2 separate regions of the Mus musculus genome follow, and region 2 is linked to region 1. A link is a contact called in public HiChIP or PLAC-seq data. All regions are on one chromosome and are shown on one strand. Each heading gives the region's core, a stretch centred on a gene start, on an enhancer-like site or on the middle of the called end of the contact. The rest is flanking DNA. Distances are from core to core; before and after follow the strand shown. Region 1 overlaps Ptprn2 (protein tyrosine phosphatase, receptor type, N polypeptide 2). Region 2 overlaps Ptprn2 (protein tyrosine phosphatase, receptor type, N polypeptide 2).

Evidence for each region. HiChIP or PLAC-seq counts read pairs in DNA pulled down with a chosen protein or histone mark.
Region 2: an H3K27ac HiChIP or PLAC-seq map of stem cell-derived anterior neural progenitor cells shows a contact between it and region 1, with 9 times the contacts expected there. The contact joins two enhancer-like sites. A contact is called at or near these places in 5 of 39 promoter capture datasets (cranial neural crest, embryonic stem cells, hippocampal neurons and 2 more), 2 of 484 Hi-C or Micro-C datasets (the N1E-115 cell line and cerebral cortex), 9 of 115 datasets of contacts at active chromatin or transcription factors (embryonic basal ganglia, embryonic midbrain, embryonic stem cells and 1 more) and 1 of 9 other capture datasets (embryonic stem cells).

What each region holds. Positions count from the first base shown.
Region 1 is chr12:117,046,397-117,049,741 of GRCm38.p6, forward strand. All of the region lies in intron 12 of Ptprn2 (protein tyrosine phosphatase, receptor type, N polypeptide 2), which reads left to right. Among named protein-coding and RNA genes, the nearest start is that of Gm10421, 100 kb to the right of the region's middle. Within about 2 kb of position 1,660, at least 51 of the 459 cell types and tissues checked have an H3K27ac peak or open chromatin away from gene starts, as enhancers often do. A contact at or near this core is called in stem cell-derived anterior neural progenitor cells, where this site is marked.
Region 2 is chr12:117,256,244-117,259,391 of GRCm38.p6, forward strand. All of the region lies in intron 21 of Ptprn2 (protein tyrosine phosphatase, receptor type, N polypeptide 2), which reads left to right. The region is part of intron 2 of Gm5441 (predicted gene 5441); the gene reads right to left. Among named protein-coding and RNA genes, the nearest start is that of Mir153, 7.0 kb to the left of the region's middle. Within about 2 kb of position 1,333, at least 71 of the 459 cell types and tissues checked have an H3K27ac peak or open chromatin away from gene starts, as enhancers often do. A contact at or near this core is called in stem cell-derived anterior neural progenitor cells, where this site is marked.

The DNA of each region.
Region 1 (3,345 bases), core at 410-2,909:
ACCAGGGATACCAGGGACTATGAGCACAGATAACACTACAGCTCATTTTCTCCCTGGGCAGCAAACATATGGAAGATGGGAAGTACTGCTAAGCATTTGAAGAAGCTCAAAGTTATAGAGTTTTTGTGACATAGCTGTATGAACATACACGGCTTCAACCCTTTCTCCTTGTAGAGAATGGCGAGGAGGTTCCAATACTGAATGCTGTGAAGTGTGGTGTTAAAAACTTCCAAAACAAAGACATAAAGAACAAGATCTATTCAAGACAACAAATGACCTCAAGCTGCACGACTTGTGTCTGGACCCTGCCGAGGGACAGCAAGGAATGAAGAATGGGCAGGCATACATATAGAAGAGCTGGGGTGGAGTGGGGTATGAACACCACTATGTAACTCAGAACCTCTACATACATGTAGAGTTAACTTATCTCCATCGGAAGTCTCTGCCCGTCAGCACTCTTAGGCTGTAAGATCCAGGAAGAGCAAGCTGCTGCTGTAAGTTTTTGTGTACACTGATCAGCAGTCTGGTCTCACATTCACACTTGGGCACGTGGCCTCTGCCCATGTCTTTCCACTTATGCCAAGAACAGAAGGAACAGCATGGAGGCCATTCATTTTCTATATTTAGTATGTTTCTCACCTGATATATCTTAAAAATCTTTATTAATTATTATTTATAATAATTTTTTAGTGAACCAGGAAGAACCCAAGAACCAACGTATGCTGTACGTAAGTTTGTTCTTGTTCTTTTTTCCCAGAAGGGCCATGTGGCAAAGCTGTGGGCTGGTGACCTGAAGGGGCTTTACATGTTTGATTGCTGGTAATAAAGACTTATTCTATTAAAAGCCGTGGTCCTGAAGCATGGCTACCTGGCATAAACCGTGTTCTAATCTTGGTCCCTCCTAGCATCTGTTTATTATATTTGTTTCAGACACGTTGCTCCTCAAGTTGCATTCACCTGTCTGTGTTCACATTTGTAGAGTTGAACTGTGCCAGTCCTACCTAATGGGCTCTGTTTCTCTTAATGCAGTAACTGTCCTGGCTGTAGCAGCCTTCCAGCCTGCTTGTGATCCCAAGCTGTGGGGTAGGAGTAGAAGTCAGCATAGTACCAGCACCCTCCAAAACACCCAAACTGTGAGTCCTCAGTAGTCCATACTAATGAGTGGTTTCAGAGGAAGGTACAGACCCACAGGGCAAGTCTGGCTCTTTCCTTACCCCATCCTCAGGTAGCCAGAGGGGCATCTGGAGCCCCTTTGTCCCCAAGACCTTCTGCCCCACCCTTGTTAGTAAATGAAAAGCAACTATCTTGTGAATAACAATATTAAAACCACCCTTAATTAGTTCCTGGGGTGGGAGGGCAGTGCACAGCTCGGCTCTAGAGTAGTGATTTATTCATGAGGGACAAGATACAACTCAAATTAGCATGATGATGTCAGCAAGCAAGGCTTCAGAGCCCTCTATACATCAAGGCAGCTCTCAGAGCTGCCTGAGATCAGGATTTCCTGGCCAGGGAGAAAAGCCAGCAAACACAGGGAATGGGTTTAAATCCAGAGAAGCTGTTTGCTTTTGTTTGGCTTCCTCTCCACCCACAAATACCTCAATTCACAGTATCCTTTGTGTCTGACCTTGGTTTAAGTGCTGGAGTGTGAAATCCTTGCAATCATCAACTTAAGCCCCTTCCCCCACTCCTCCGCCAGATCATGCTTTGTCCCAGCTACACAGTCCCCCCTAGTTACAGCCATCTTCATCAGAGGATCAGCAGGCAGCCACACTCAGACCTTGAGGAAACACAGAAAAGACTACCATAGTCCCTACTGCTGGCAGTCACCCACGAAGACAGGAGATTTGGGAGGGTGCTCCCCCCTTGGTGCTGGAGGAATAGCCCTTCTAGAGGGAGACACTGCCTTTGCATCAAGGGCTTGAGCTTGCTTGAATTTCATATGCTGAATCTAATCCTAACTCAGGCCCTGTAATGATGAGCAGACTGGAAACAGCTGCTGCAAAAGAGACAGCAGGAACAAGTTTGAAAAATCCGAGATTTGTTTTTAACACACACGCATAAACACACATGCACACACACACACACACACTCCTTTCCCACAGAGTTTGTTTTTATGGTCAATTTATTACATTTTAAAAATTTTATTTAAAATAATCACTTTGAGGGAAAGGATACTTCACTTAGAAAGTTTTGGATTAATAATTTGACATTGCAACTTTTTGGCCTAATCTTGGGAGCATTATTAATCTCAGCATGAATGTTGTCCTCTTTAAAATCATGGGTGCTAGCCGGGCATGGTGGTGCACCCCTTTAATCCCAGTACTTGGGAGGCAGAGGCAGGTGGATTTCTGAGTTTGAGGCCAGCCTGGTCTACAAAGTGAGTTCCAGGACAGCCAGGGCTACAGAGAAACCCTGTCTCAAAAAACCAAAAACAAAACACAAAAAACAAACAAACAAACAAAAAAGACTTAAAATCATGGGTGCTTAATACTTAGTACATCACAATTGTGTTCAGGAGAAATATACAGATTTTAACTCCCTGTCAGCAAGAGTGTGTAACTGAGCAAAGTTTAAATCACAACTATAGAACTATCTTATGGAATAACTTCTGAGTACAGATCGCTTTCCTTGGACTATTGTCTGTGACTTCGATAGCAAGTGCCATTATAAGCTGATTGGTTCTAAGTCTATTGGCTCCAAGAGACAGTTTTGAACATAATTTGGCCTAGACAGCTTCCCTCACCATAGACAGAACTTAGGTCTACAGTCAAGGAGGGGGCAGGAGATCTGCCAGGATTTCCACAAGAGAAACTTTTGTCTAGTTTTACACTAAAGTGCACTAAGGTTTTGAGGGGGAGAGATAAGAGCCAGAGCGTCAGAGGAATGTTGTTTCCTGAGAGGCTGTCTAGACAAGACACGTGGTTTGCTGGCTTGTACCCTTAAGACCCTCAAGACCCCTACCTGAAGGCAGTTTGGAGGTGGTAGACACCAACCCTGAAATTGATGTGCACCATGAAATCCTGGGAACCCTAGGGGATAGATACTCCAGGGGTTCTGCACCATCCCTACCTTACACCACCAGCAGCCAACTCCTCTCCCATTCAGCCTTCCATGGATGCCAACCCACCTTCTCTCAGAAAAGAGGCCTGCCTGGCTACAGTACAGAGAGTCCCTGGGAAGGCCCATCAACAGCAGGGTCGCTGTTATGGCCAGGAAATCAAGGGATGGACGTCCACAGACTGGGCATCAGGGGCTTCCTGTTAGTATACATTAGTATCAAAACATGAAAGCACATTTTTATTCATGAGCTGTATTTGTGAATTTTCAAATGCATGTTATGATTAT
Region 2 (3,148 bases), core at 83-2,582, 210 kb after region 1:
ACCCGATACTTGGCCCACAATAAGACTTTCTATATCTATAATGACTAAGCAGTTGTCTTGTGGAATTCAGACCATTGAGGGAAAGGAAGCCAGGGATAAAGTTAAAGGAGCAGGCTCCATCACTCCTGGGGACCTGCACCCTGAGAACCCCAGGCAGAGATGCTGGGAAGGCCCAGCTCCTGCCCGCCTGCCTTCACCTTGTCCCTCCTGACTGATTCATTCTATAGGTCTACGAAGCACAGATCTGAGTAACTCAGTTACAGTCTTGCTCATCTGTGAACCCTTGAGCCTGCTAAGCTGCCCTGGAGTCACTTGAGCCACTCCCCACCCCCCACCCCCCAGGCTCTGGCTTCCCCTGCTGCTCTCTGAGCCCCCCCCCCCCCCCCCCCCCCCCCCGCTAAGCTACTTGCAGGAATATGCAAAGACAAAAGCCAAGCACAAAGCAAAGGCCCTGTTGCTTGCTCACAGCTTTTAGGGATGTTGTTTGGCAGAGCGTCTTAACACAACCTTAGCATTTTTCTTACAAACTTCTTTCTCCTTATCTATGAATGCTGCTCTGGCTCCTTGGAAACATCTTTTCTCTTTGCGAACGTGCAGTCGCTGATGCCTGGTGCGGGGGGTAGCAATCAACAGGACTCACGTACTTTTTCTCTTATCGCCCATCCTGTATTTGCTCTCATGAACATAATATTTTCCTTTTGTTACACCAAAATCCCCTCAGAATGATACAGACAATTTTAGCTAGATGTTTTCTTTCATGGCTATGCTTGCAGGGTGCTATAAAAAGCTCTTTGGCAAACATTTCATACAGAAAGATGGCAAACAGCAGGGTGAGCTCTTAAGGTACCAGCCAGCGTTGGGCCTTAGTGGGGAACACTGGGTTGGCGTGATCTGGCATGGAGTTTTAGTGACTCCATTCACCTCCTAGAGAAAGAAGCAAGGGCAGTCAGTTGGTCAGGCCCAGGGGGTGGGCTAACTGTCATCCGTAGGCCCAGGCCTGCCATTTGCTAGGTCCATTCTACCATGTAATATCAGATTCCATTTAAAGTGCGGGCTCTGTGCTCACAATGCAAGATCATCCATGTGGAACTGGTCGGAGCCAGCAGGCTCCCTGTTCTCTAGGATCCATCACCAAAACTGACCTGCTCCCCTTCCCCAGGGGTCTGCAGTGTGAAATCCCCTGACCTGGGGCCCGGCTGGGGTCTCGAGAGAGATCAAAGGGCAGGCGGCTCCTCGCAGACTGAGGTGGGCCTTTCCCAGGCCGCCACCCCTAGAGGCCGCTGGGGTTTTGTCCTGGGCGGCTGGGGTGCCTTTGTCTGGCCTGAGAAGCTGGAGGCCCATGTTGCCAACCCAGCGTTCATCAAATGATCAGAGGCCCAAAGACCTGGACTGTAGCCTTTCTTCCCAGTTCCCTTTCTTAAAATAAATGAATTGCAGGACCAGCAAAAAAAAAAAAAAAAAAAAAAAAAAGCCTTTGCAAAGCTGGCCTGTGCAGCGGCGGCGCTGTCCTCAGAGTCCTCCGCCCTGTGCGCCCAGCTGCACCCAGCGGCTCTCATTCACGCAGCCTTTCAGGGATTAAGGTCCTCAGGCCTAGCACAAGGGCTAGAAGAATAGAGCTGGAATAATTTAAGTTCTTTCCGCGCTGTCTGGTTTGTTAGCAAGTAGACAATGATGCACTTGGAAATCAAAGTAAATGGACCCCCGCGCTGGAAGGGCCAAGCTGCACATAGGTAATAGGGTCTGGAGATCACAGATGTATGTTGTTGGGTGCAGCAAATGCATCTTCTACTGGGAAGAGATGCATGGGCCTCTCCCGCTGAAGTGTTTGGCTCTCACCGGGCCCCGCGTGCGTGTGTTTCCACCCGTGCTGCTGCTGCTGCCTAAGTTCCTTGTGCTTTCTGCGTTTCTGTTCAGCCTTAGCATCCCCTTACTCGGGGCTTCTTCCTATTTCCTTATGAAGTTGGAAAGGCCCAAGCTTCCATGGCTGAGTCACCACAGCACCCGGACCCATAGAGCTCTGGCATTAAGGATCACTCAGGCAGGGCCAACACAGGCACACAGTGCAGGACTGCAGGGCTTTGGCAACATTCCTAGAAGGAGTTTGGAAGAGGAAAGGGTCCCTTGGCCTCCACACAAGGCACAGACCTGCTTTGAATAGAGACCATCAGCCAGATCTCCCTGAGCCGTGGCCCTGCAGCTCTAGTACAGAGCAAGGCAGGTGCTTCTGGACAGGGTGGAAACTGTACCTTCCAGCGTGGTTCTCCGACCTCCATGTCCTGCACAAGCGTGCATCAGAATAGGCTTACACTAGCACACACTGCTGGGCTGTGAGGTCAGCCAGTGTGGATGGGATAACTGGCTATGCGGCACCAGGCTCCTCCTCAACAACCATCTCTCCACCCATTGTCACGACCTCCAGGGTGCCCTCTTTTATAAGATGTGCAATTTGTGACTGGCCTGAGTATCTCATGCCTGGGGAAGCCTACTCTCTTCACCCTTATACACCTGGCTGACTTCCCCTTAGCACAGTGTTTTTATGTTCCCCTTCAACAGACTAACCTAAATCAGTTACAGAGCAGGCCACGTTTGGCTCATCTATTGACAGGCACTGGTCAGTTTGTAACGTGCACAATCTGCTGGAATCCCTGTTTGGAACTGTTTTGAGTATGTATCTAGGAGTGGGATGGCTGAGTCAGGGGCCACCATGGCTGTCCCACCCTACAGCACAGGGTTCCATTCTGCCCACACATGCTGTGTGCCATTGCTCTGCTGGGTTCTATTTTTCTAATGTATTTACTTTCAAGTTTTATATTTGATAAATATATATTGTATGTTATATGCTGAGAAAATTCTCCCTCACCCTCCTACCCTCTTTTAGTCTCCCCACCCCATTAGTCCTTCCTGTTCCCCTAGATACCTCTTCATCTACCTTCATGTTAGACATGTGAGGGTTCATGTATGTGTAGATAGATAGATAGATAGATGGATAGATAGATAGATAGATAGATAGATAGATAGATAGATATAAAACCATGGAGCCACCAAGGAGAGAAAAATCAGTTATTTTTCCCAGCCTGGCTTCATTTACTTAGGATCATCTCCAGTTACATCCATTTTCCCCTCAAACAACAACAGGACTTCATTTTTC